4 separate regions of the Mus musculus genome follow, and all the other regions are linked to region 2. The links are chromatin contacts, called in public capture Hi-C and promoter capture Hi-C maps. All regions are on one chromosome and are shown on one strand. The core of a region is the stretch at or near the end of the contact, and the rest is flanking DNA. Distances in the headings are between cores, read along the strand shown. Region 1 holds the start of Cysltr1 (cysteinyl leukotriene receptor 1). Region 2 holds the start of P2ry10b (purinergic receptor P2Y, G-protein coupled 10B). Region 3 overlaps Gm5127 (predicted gene 5127). Region 4 holds the start of Pgk1 (phosphoglycerate kinase 1).

What was found. Promoter capture Hi-C pulls out the DNA fragments that hold promoters and counts their contacts. Capture Hi-C pulls out chosen DNA fragments and counts their contacts.
Region 1: a contact with region 2 is called in a capture Hi-C map of macrophages, with 3 times the contacts expected there. The contact joins the promoter of Cysltr1 here to the promoter of P2ry10b in region 2. A contact is called at or near these places in 3 of 39 promoter capture datasets (HPC-7-derived erythroid cells, cranial neural crest and pre-B cells), 2 of 484 Hi-C or Micro-C datasets (both in group 2 innate lymphoid cells), 3 of 115 datasets of contacts at active chromatin or transcription factors (embryonic stem cells, microglia and pro-B cells) and 4 of 9 other capture datasets (adipose tissue, embryonic stem cells, liver and 1 more).
Region 3: a contact with region 2 is called in a promoter capture Hi-C map of pre-B cells. The contact joins the enhancer-like site here to the promoter of P2ry10b in region 2. A contact is called at or near these places in 6 of 39 promoter capture datasets (the C10 cell line, cranial neural crest, embryonic stem cells and 3 more), 2 of 484 Hi-C or Micro-C datasets (the C10 cell line and pre-B cells) and 1 of 9 other capture datasets (adipose tissue).
Region 4: a promoter capture Hi-C map of liver shows a contact between it and region 2. The contact joins the promoter of Pgk1 here to the promoter of P2ry10b in region 2. A contact is called at or near these places in 5 of 39 promoter capture datasets (the 3T3-L1 cell line, the C10 cell line, cranial neural crest and 1 more) and 1 of 9 other capture datasets (liver).

The regions. Positions count from the first base shown.
Region 1 is chrX:106,602,249-106,604,948 of GRCm38.p6, forward strand. It overlaps Cysltr1 (cysteinyl leukotriene receptor 1), which reads right to left and starts at 1,431. Exons shown (of 4, transcript NM_021476.5): 1 at 987-1,431. The region is part of intron 1 of Gm5127 (predicted gene 5127); the gene reads left to right.
Region 2 is chrX:107,147,544-107,150,243 of GRCm38.p6, forward strand. It overlaps P2ry10b (purinergic receptor P2Y, G-protein coupled 10B), which reads left to right and starts at 1,384. Exons shown (of 2, transcript NM_001122596.1): 1 at 1,384-1,604.
Region 3 is chrX:106,622,436-106,625,135 of GRCm38.p6, forward strand. The region is part of intron 1 of Gm5127 (predicted gene 5127); the gene reads left to right. Among named protein-coding and RNA genes, the nearest start is that of Cysltr1, 20 kb to the left of the region's middle. Within about 2 kb of position 1,421, at least 24 of the 459 cell types and tissues checked have an H3K27ac peak or open chromatin away from gene starts, as enhancers often do. A contact at or near this core is called in pre-B cells, where this site is marked.
Region 4 is chrX:106,185,748-106,188,447 of GRCm38.p6, forward strand. It overlaps Pgk1 (phosphoglycerate kinase 1), which reads left to right and starts at 1,353. Exons shown (of 11, transcript NM_008828.3): 1 at 1,353-1,568. The coding sequence starts at 1,504.

The DNA.
Region 1 (2,700 bases), core at 181-2,680, 550 kb before region 2:
TTCTTAAAGCAGTATACAAACAGATCCAAGTTAGATGCCCTCTAACTATATGGTAGTTTGATCTCCTTGATTTCAAAACAATTGCAGAGACAGGGATTTAGAACCACTGAATTTAAAAAGGTAGTGCCTGCCAGTCTATTTGCATACCATTGAAAATAGCTAAGAAGACAAAAAAACGTTCTTGTCCCATGTGGTTGATTAAATTGTATGACTTCTTAGTCTAATGTTAACCTAGTGAGTTTAGCCCTAAGTTACAAAGTAGGTCATAGGTATTTCTACTAGTTGTCTGTAAGTTGATAGGGCTTTCTTTCTGTAGTCTTGAGTCAAATGGCCAGTTTCTAGCAGCGTGGTGTGTTGCAAGGAAATTCCTTAACCTGTCTGAGTCACTTTTCTCTTTACCTAAGAGAGGGGCCTGGGGGAGGGTAGAATGAGAACTATGATGAGAATGAAGGAGTGGGGGAAAGAGGGACATCCTGTCTCAATTATAGGATGCAAAGAAGGTGAAAAGTGTGAAACTTTGAGCAGGATGTAAAGTGAATTAAGTAAGAAGAAAACAAAGCATGAAAGTGCCTCGTGAAAAGTCTAGGTCAGCCCCCAACTGGTTGGTTTACGTGCAGCAGCAGCCGCTGAACACATTCTTTCCACATTTAAATCTGCATTACAGAAGCTCCAGGGTAGCCTTAAGATGGGAGCTTGAGGCCGATTTTGCACTTCTGGCTGAGTCGTAAAGGTGCTGGAGGCTTGAGGAATGCCACCTCAACAGTTTGCCATTTTGAGCGTGCAACAGAGGCAGTGAGCTACACTTGCTGACAGGCTGATTAGACGATCAGAGCTCTGGCCAAGAACCAAAGCCGAAAGAATGCAGATGTTCAGATTAGCAGCTTAATTCAAGGCAGATAAGGCAGGGCAGTTATCCACAATCTCTGAGGCATTTGGTAGAATCTGCCATCAGTTCAACTTTGCTCCAACCAACCCAATTTTCTTACCTGCTGATTCCAAGCTTCACAGTTTAAGGTCCTTTTGCTCCCTGAAGCAAGATCCAAATCTTCAGAAATTCCAACCTGCTAGTCTCCTGGTGAGCTAACCCTGGATGGTGAGCTGCAAATAAGTCTGGATATTCGGGATGGTCCACTCCATTCACAGGGCTCCTGCTCTTTAGGAATGTTTCTTTTCCAGAGGAGAGAGGTCAGGCCATGGCACATTTGCTAGCCAATAGACCTCGACTCTTCTTCCTGTTTCTTAGTACTTCTCAAGCCGCTTCAACCCCGCCAGAGTTTGGCTTCCCTGGTTTAAAGTGGGGGAAGGGAAAGAGCGGAGAGGGAAGAAGAATAGAAACTGGAGACTTGCACGTAATATGCACAAATGAGTGTTTATCTCTGGCTACTGCAATAGAATCCTCAGGAAGTCATGCAGCTGCTCTGAGGTGGGAAGTAAGGAGGAGTGTCTGCTGTTCAGCTTACTTCTCTCTGATTTTTATGACTGGAGGGTGCTTAGGCTATTTGTAGGCGGGGAAAAGATAATCCTACCAGTATATGCTAATATATCTGGCATTATGTGAAACTTGATCTTAAGATATACTTCCTCTTTACCTCTCTCCTTCCATATATCCTCTCTCCTTCACAGGCTGTATGTGTGTGTGTCCCCCTCCTTCATGAAATTTGTGATTCTATAAGAATTTTGAAAAGCATTTTTCTTTTTGATTGTCTCATATCCTAGGAGGAAAAGGACATGCCAATCTAGAGTGTGCTAATTAGAACCTGAGGTGTGATTTGATGTTGAAGACAAATTGATAAGATTTTGAAGTAAACTGGGTGAATGAACTACTTTGAATTTTACTATGAAAGTCCTGTGTTGGGATACACACACACACACACACACACACACACACACACATTGTGTAAACGTAGCCTTATTATTAATAACTAGTTGGAAGGACTTGTAAATGTCCTTATAACAGTGGCTTTCTGGCCAGTTATGGGCTACAAGAAAGAAATTTCTCAAATTTTCCATCTTTAGGCAGCCTAATGACTTTACAGTCACTCTTTATCCTCTTCCACGGAATCCTTGGATGCAGTGGTAATGATGATGCTTGGGAGAAAAGGTCGTCCAAGAACATTTAAAAGGGAAGCAAACATTTGGATTCAAGAGCAGACTTTAATCCTATCTTGGGAATTTTATTGCTATTTTAGCCAGTATTTATTCAATGGAATTGAGTTTATAAGAGATACAGAGTATAAAGTTTTACTTCCCCTCCAGTATGTGTTGTTTTCAAGGAGTTTGAGTTATGGCAGAAGGGGTATTTTTTTTTAGATACTGAAGAAAAGTGCTTTAAGATAGCACCACTTGGGGCTGGTGAGATGGCTCAGTGGGTAAGAGCACCCGACTGCTCTTCCAAAGGTCCAGAGTTCAAATCCCAGCAACCACATGGTGGCTCACAACCATCTGTAATGAGATCTGATGCCCTCTTCTGGTGTGTCTGAAGACAGCTACAGTGTACTTACATATAATAAATAATAAATAAATCTTAAAAAAAAGAAAAGATAGCACCACTGTTGGTGTAGCATCGAGGGGGTGCCCCCCCCCTCTGACTTCTTTATTTCTTTAGTTGTGTCTCTGTTCCTGAGTGATGGGAAGAACAGGCTTTCCATCAGCTCTGACAGGGCTTCACTTTCTATTAGCTGCTCCAATCTTACTGTGTTT
Region 2 (2,700 bases), core at 134-2,633:
CTCGCCAGCATCTGCTGTCATCTGAGTTTTAATCTTAGCTATTCTAACTGGTATGAGGTAGAATCTCTAATGAGTCCCTCCAATTGGAGTTTGAAAGAAAAAAAAAAAAACCTGTTAAGAGATGTAGCCAGCAGTCGCCTGGTTCATCAGGTTTCAAGGGGGGCAGGGAACAAGGACTCTTATCTCTCAAGTACTGGTAATTTGAGTGGTAATTTGGTCAGAAATCTAGCCTCATGCTACCTATCTTCTGAGTCCCTGAGTGCATTTGAATGAAAGGATAATAGTCTAATTTGCTTATTACGGTGAAAAGGTGCAGAGGAAGGCACACATCCATTGCTGATTTTGGATATAATATAACCAGTCACTTCTAACTTATGCCCCTTTGGTTCCCTTGCCTTAGAGCATTGCACATTAAACTATGAGTGAGGACAAAACAAAACCGATCAAAAACTTTCTCCCATAAGTTGCTTTTGTGGGTATTTTATCACAGCAATAGGAAAGAATCTAAGATATCCAGGTACTAATTCTGGCTTTGCTTGCTTTACTTTTTAGGGTAATTACTTCTTTTTTCCTTTTGAGGCTTCATGCCTCATAGCAACATCATCCTCATTTGCTTTTCCTGATATAATATAAGAAAATAGAAACTGCTATATGAAAAGGGAAAGGTACAGAATAAAATACATTTCCAGGGATCCTCATAGTGTCTTAGTTACTGAAACTTTAAAAGAGTAAAACAAAGGTCACTAAGGAGGAACTTTCAGTTCCAAAGCTTTGCTTTTGTTTTACTTCATGTTTTTAAATGAAAGTCTGCAAGTGACTACTACCTAACCATTTTAGTGGGGCTATAAGATTACAAAATCCTAAAAGGTTGTATTTGAGATCCTTACCAATCCATTCTGAGAAACTGTAATGCTTTTCAGGCATTTCACTTCTTCTCCAGATATGCTTAAAGCTACCCTAATAATATCTTTACAATATAATTTTAAGAACTTAATGTGTTACTATTGTTTAAGTATATGAAGACACAATTCTTAACCTCAAAGAAGACCACAAATCACACATTAGGTCATCTCTTTTATGTGACCTTACTAATCACCACCTTTTTGGTGATTTCAAATTCTTCCATTTGGGTGACCAATAAGATTTGTCCTAACTCCCAAAGAAGTTTTTATTATTACCATTGCTTAATTCCTAAAACAGACAATATGGCAAAATGTAGCTAATTTGGAAATATTGACCTCATATAGCCAGCCTGAAAATCATATGTGACTCAGACATATGCCTGCATGCTCATAGAAAGGGGGGGAAAAAAGGAAGAAGAAAGATGATGATAGAATAAGTTGGGCGTGTGCATAGCAGGAAGCTCAGTGCATTCTTGACACATTCTCTTTCGAAGTACCATAGCAAAGGCACATGACCGTTTATGTCTTTAGATGGAAACATTAGCCATTGTAGTCATGGGATGTAATGATATCTAGAAGCACAGTATCTTTTATAAGTTTAGGAAACTGTGGTGTAGTTAGCTAGATAGTAGCCTTCTGAGTCCTGGGAATGGATTTCTCTAAGAAGTAGATGCCGGAAGATTGCAGCAGAAAGAAGCCATGGTAAGGAATTAAATATGATGGGAAAAAATGGGGAATCAATATAAAATTGATACTTACTGCTTTCTGTAAAAACGCAATTAGGATTTTATAAACATAAGAATTGATTTTTCAATGGTAAATAAAATTCTAACAGTTAAACTGGCTTTTTGCATAGCCCACAATTTAAATGTTCAGAATAGACTGAGACAACGACTGTAATACGTGGCAAATTAAAGTCAGATACTCTGTTCCTGATTGAAGAAGTGTACAAATCATGGAAACTCTGAATTTATCAAAGCCAAAATTTGAATTTACTTTGCCCACAATATCCTCTGAGGCAAAGGCTTTCCCAAACAACTGAGTGATGCTGACAGACAGTTCTACCTCCCATTAGAGGTAAACGATTTTGTTTTTTTTTCCTGTTTTGCTGAATAAACTACGTTACTTCCTCTTCTAGCTGTAAAAGCCTGCAGTTCACTACAGGATATCTGGGTAGAAAGGGTAAGGTTCTTGGCTTTCTCTTCATACATTCAAAAATAGAACTAAAAAGCCTCTGTGAATTGAAAACGACAGTGTGATTTTCTGCTGCTTCCACTGAAAACTTAATTCTGAGTCTGCTAATATCTTACCTTTGGGGGGATATATTGTTATGAAGAATGGAGACTTCAGTGAGGTAATATCTATTTATAAGTTTAAGTGGTTAAAATGTTCGCTGAAACTGCTGCATGCTTTCTGAGAGGAAATGTGGCTGTCTAGATAGAAAGCTCCTTTCTCTACAATTTAGCATGCCACTGACAAAAACCAGGGGTTCAGACTTGTAGTAAACATTGCTTCTAACAATTCTGTGTTAAAATTGAGATTGTGGTTCATTAAATGCATTTTTGTTAGTGTGAGCCAACGGGAGAAAATAAACTTACAATTTTAAACCCATGGTTTGTGTCAACCAAATTAAAGCAGCATTCAAGTAGTAAATGCATCTAAGTGCCTTAATCTTTTCATAAGATGAGACTTGACATGTTTTCTCAGATTGGGACATTTTCCATGCATGCATTTTCCGGTGGGATGTGATGGCTTCAAATAGCACAAAAGGATTTTCATCAAGCCCTAGAACTTAGCA
Region 3 (2,700 bases), core at 171-2,670, 530 kb before region 2:
GAGAAACCTAACCTAGTTCATACTGATAATGATCAGGGCCAGTTTTCAGTTACTCTGTTCATCTTAGAAGCCTTTGAGATTATTTATTAATTATAAAAAAAGAATAAATTGTTTACTGTACCCTCAGTTTAAGAGAAGTATGTAAGAATGTAAAACACAGTTTAGAAAAAGATTCCATCTAAAATTGTCAAAATAAAGACTATTTTTGCTTCCAGGGAGCCATGAGACCACAAGCATGAGTCACCATACCTAGTAAAAAGTATGTATGTGAAAAACTACAACAGACTTCACTATTAGTGTCACCACGAGAGTAAGCTGTTTGATTTGGATAGTGCTGAGTGTCTACTTTAGTTCCTTCCCTTTTGTTCAGGTACTTTTTTGATTTCCAAGAAGAATGCAATTGCATTTTCTAGTTTTTTAAAGTTCTTGGAACTCACACCAAGATTTAGGTCATTGTAGATTGTGTGTGTGTATGTGTTGTGTGTGTGTGTGTGCATGTGTGTATGTGTGTGTATGTGTGTGTGTGTGTGTGTGTGTGTGTGTGTGTGTGTGTAGTGAGATAATGGATAATGACTTGGCTAAATTCTTGGTGCATCTTGTGGGTTTTTAAACTCAAAGTGTGTTAGAATAAAATGAGATCATGGAGGTAAAAGTACTTATCCTAGTTTACTTTCTGTTGCTGTGATAAACACTGTGAACAAAAGCAGCATGGAGAGAAAAGGGCTTATATCAGTTTACAACTTACAGTCCATCATGAGCAGAAGTCAGGGCAGGAACTCAAGGCATGAACCTGAAGGTGGGAACGGAAGTAGAGACCATGAAGGACTACTGCATACTGCCTTGCTCTCCATGGCTTGCTTAGCTTGCTTTCTTATACAACACAGGTTCATCTGTTCAAGGGTAGCACCATCCACAGTGTGCCAAACTTTCTCATGTCAATCACTAATAAAGAAAATGTCCCACAGACTTGTCTAGAGGTCAGTTTGATGGAGGAATTTTAACTGAGATTTCCTTTTCCAGATAACTCTAGTTGTGTCAAATCAGCAAAATGAACAACCAACCAACCAACCCAACCAGCCCAGAACTTTATCAAGTTTAATGTAAAGTGTTCATTATTTTTTATTATTGCAGGGAGTTTGAAATGAATTGCCTATCAGCTAAGGTCACATGATCAGCAATAGGAATTTAAATTACACACACAGAGGAAATAATTAAAACTGTCCTCATAGGTCAAATGAAAACTAAACAGAAAATAAGAAAAGGTTGAAAATAAGGTTGTGGTAAAGTGTACAGGTAGAACATTCTAATAACTAGAATTAACTGAGAGGAAAAAGAATTGCCAGAGATCAAAGAGGAAGCCACTCTGTGTAATATATAGATAAAAACAGGAAGTCCTTTAAAGAGAGGCTGGTGAGTATCATGTGCCAAGAATTCAAAATGACAGAAAACTGAGACGAGTCTCTGGACGTGATCAGCAGCAGGATTATAATGGAGGGGACCAGCTGCAGTTGAGGTTAGTGCCAGATGCTGCAGGAAGAAGGATCACTGAGAGAAACAGGAAATGAATTCTGCTTCTTGGAAGACTTTGAGGGAAAGTGCACTTCGTTTATAGTGAGCATGCTTGACTAAAAGGAGTCCATTATGCTGGTTATGTTGTAAAATGATTATCAGGACAAACCTGACATTCTTTTGGATATTTTCTGAAGCTTGGGAGATATGACATAGAAAAAAGGAGTTTTGTACTTTTTTTGTGACTATGGTTTGAAATGCTGTCTTGCAATGAGGTGGGGAAAGTACATCGATAGCTGGGATTTGAATGAAAATAATGTTTTTTTTTTAATTTTTTCTGGATAATTGCAAAATCTTTTTTTCTTGATATTTTAGCCCTTTATTACTTTTCATTTTTTTCTGATCCTATTTCCTCTTCCTACCTAGTTTCCTAGAGGCAATTTCAAGAAAATGATACGTGCCCCCTTCATCGACCATTACTAGTCATTAGCTCCTGAGGAAGAGATGGGACCTCATAGATATCTCCTTTACCCACAATGGAAAATTTCCTTAGCTTCTATGTACTCATGGTTGCAAAGGTGATGTCATGTTGGGATGGCAGCATTTTGTCATGCTCTTCTCCATCTTTTGGCTCTTAATTCCTTCTGCCTCCTCTTCTTTGACATTTCCTGGGCCTTTGTGGGGAGTGATGGTATAGATGTCCTGTGATATGTGTCTATATTAACTGTCACCCTCTGCAAAAAGAATCTTTTCTGCTCCACTACTTGTCCATGTATATAAACACAAACATTTAGAAGGTAGTTCATTCAGTGAACCATGTGAGTGTGTTACACCCTTGGGTCCATGCCCTCCATAGGTATTGACTTTTGACTGGATTCGTAGTACCTTGCATGGAGCAGATCTCTAATCCAATCACAAAAATGGTTGAAAATAAGGTAGTAGGGGGCTGGAGAGATGGCTCAGCAGTTAAGAACATATTCTCATGCAAGAACTCAGTCTAATGTCTGGCTTCCACGTGGTAACACACAACTATCCATAATTCCAGTTCTGAGAATCTGACACCCTATTTTGTGGGCATCATACATGCATGTGTTTCACAGATGCACATGTGAGCAAAACACTCACACACATAAAATAAATAAACCTTTTTAAAATTTTTTAAAACATTATTTATTTATTTATTTGGTTTTT
Region 4 (2,700 bases), core at 103-2,602, 960 kb before region 2:
GTGTGTGTGTGTGTGTGTGTGTACTTAAATATGTAAGGACAGCCTTCTCAGTCTGTGTAAAGTCGCTTGTATGTATCCGATTTCAGACTGCACTACTGCTATTGGATAACCATGGGGGCTCTCAGCATTCCTGCAGTCCTTTGTCTCTTCCATGTCACGTGGCTCCTGTTACCCAGTTCTTTTTCCGTCCTCTGTTCTCTTAAAACTGTTTCCCTTTCCTGGACCTGTCTCTCCTCTCCATGTATATGCTTATATAAAAAGCTGCATAGGATAGAAAACACATGGTATTGTCTTTCTGAGTTACTTCACATAATATAGTAACTTCCAGAGGTGCTTTGGCCAGTCACTCCTGGATATCTGCCAGTGAGAGAGGTGGAAAGAAAAAACCAGGAGAGTGAACAAGGGCTTCCATTTCTCATGTGCCCTTCAATTTCCTAACTAGTTGTCCTGTCTCAGACCGTCAGGCAAGCACTTTACCACTGAGCACCGTCCTTAGCCCAAATGAGTGTCAGTAGAGATTTAAAGTTTTGTTTTTGTTTTTAAACAGTGCTGGAGATTGGATCCACGGCCTCTGGCCCGCATTTTACCACTGAGCTACACTCCCAAAGCAGTCGAAATCACAGTGGCCCAGGATTGAAATGATCACTTAGATGCTTTGCAGTCTTGATAAGACACTAAATCTTTGTCTATCAGTTACTTCATCTTTAATAACAGAACGTACTTAGGAATTTTATGAGCATTGTTAGTTAGCATGACACATGCTATATGTATTCGTCATTATGAATAATGTAACCACAGCAATTACATTGTACTTTTTATTATAAAAGGGGGGAGGGGAAGGCCTGGTCCTTTTTTAACTTCTGAGAGGTTTCGATTACTAAGTAAGACCTTATGTAGACTTCCATTTGGGAGCTGAGAAAGCAGAGGATTCCAAAAGGGGATGACATTTGCAAAGGTCTAGAAAAGGCGCCTGGGAATTCTACCGGGTAGGGGAGGCGCTTTTCCCAAGGCAGTCTGGAGCATGCGCTTTAGCAGCCCCGCTGGGCACTTGGCGCTACACAAGTGGCCTCTGGCCTCGCACACATTCCACATCCACCGGTAGGCGCCAACCGGCTCCGTTCTTTGGTGGCCCCTTCGCGCCACCTTCTACTCCTCCCCTAGTCAGGAAGTTCCCCCCCGCCCCGCAGCTCGCGTCGTGCAGGACGTGACAAATGGAAGTAGCACGTCTCACTAGTCTCGTGCAGATGGACAGCACCGCTGAGCAATGGAAGCGGGTAGGCCTTTGGGGCAGCGGCCAATAGCAGCTTTGCTCCTTCGCTTTCTGGGCTCAGAGGCTGGGAAGGGGTGGGTCCGGGGGCGGGCTCAGGGGCGGGCTCAGGGGCGGGGCGGGCGCCCGAAGGTCCTCCGGAGGCCCGGCATTCTGCACGCTTCAAAAGCGCACGTCTGCCGCGCTGTTCTCCTCTTCCTCATCTCCGGGCCTTTCGACCTCACGGTGTTGCCAAAATGTCGCTTTCCAACAAGCTGACTTTGGACAAGCTGGACGTGAAGGGGAAGCGGGTCGTGATGAGGTAATTCCGTACTGCTGCCCTCAAGCCCTCGGGGCCACATTCTCTCTGGCCGTGGCAAGCACGGTTTTCCCATCACCTTAAGTTGCACTTATTTTTCAGCTGGGTCTTGGGGGTCCTGGGTTTGGAGGTTAAGGCTGTTCCTCTCACCTCATTGGGGCGGAGACTGTGTCTGAGTTTGCTTTTCTGCGTCCTAACTGCTTCTAGCTTAAAAAGCGACCAAATGTGTCCTTTAGGGAGTTGATCCCACTGATAAAGGGCTCAGATTCTCAGGACTCAATCTTTTTCCCATTTCTGAAGTGCAGTTTCATCTCTTGTAGCGAGAATGGACGTAGTACTTATCCTGCAAATCTCTAGGCCCCTGCTGAGGGACCTTGAAAGGTCATTTAGCTAGTTTCCCTTCCCCCAAGATTCTTGGACCATCCGTGACGAATCCGAAACCGCCCACGTTTCATTGGTCCTGGTACAAATGATTTCTTTCCCAAAAGATGTTGCTCAAAGTCCTCTCGAGTGGAGGTCCCTCTCCCCAAAGAATTGTGGGTGGGAGGGTGAGGCCCACTGGATGAAGCTCTGTATGGCTTATATAACAGGCCTCTGCTGCCCTACCTTGCGGTTGGACTCCTGGCCCTGGGGTTTGCATCAGGATTGTGACACATGCAGGGTGTGGCCGCCGGGAGTTGGAGGCCTGTAACCTCACTCGAGAGGTGGCTAGAGAAGCAGGATGTCAGAACTGAGGAAGGCTCCCACGCACGTGGCACATGTGGGTCCCAGGTCACTGACTTAACTTGGCTTCTCCCTTACCTGAAAGAATTACTAGGGTGTATGCGTCTTCTCCTTTTTGCCTTTCATAATGTATACTTTTTTTTTTTTGCCAGGAGTCAAGGATGATGGTTAGATACATAACTGATGGGCCTGGTTGTTCATGTAACAACTATAGGACCCAAGGATGGGAATTTTTAAGGGCCATTGATGGTCGCAGTGACTGACTACTCTGCCTGCTTGACCTTCTTTGGAAGTGGATGACTGATTGGCAGTAATCCTGGTCCCTTTGAAGATTTGGGCCAGTTCAAGTGAGGGCATCCTTTAGATACTAACACATGTAAGGGAACAGAGGTTCTCTGGCTTCTGTACAGGC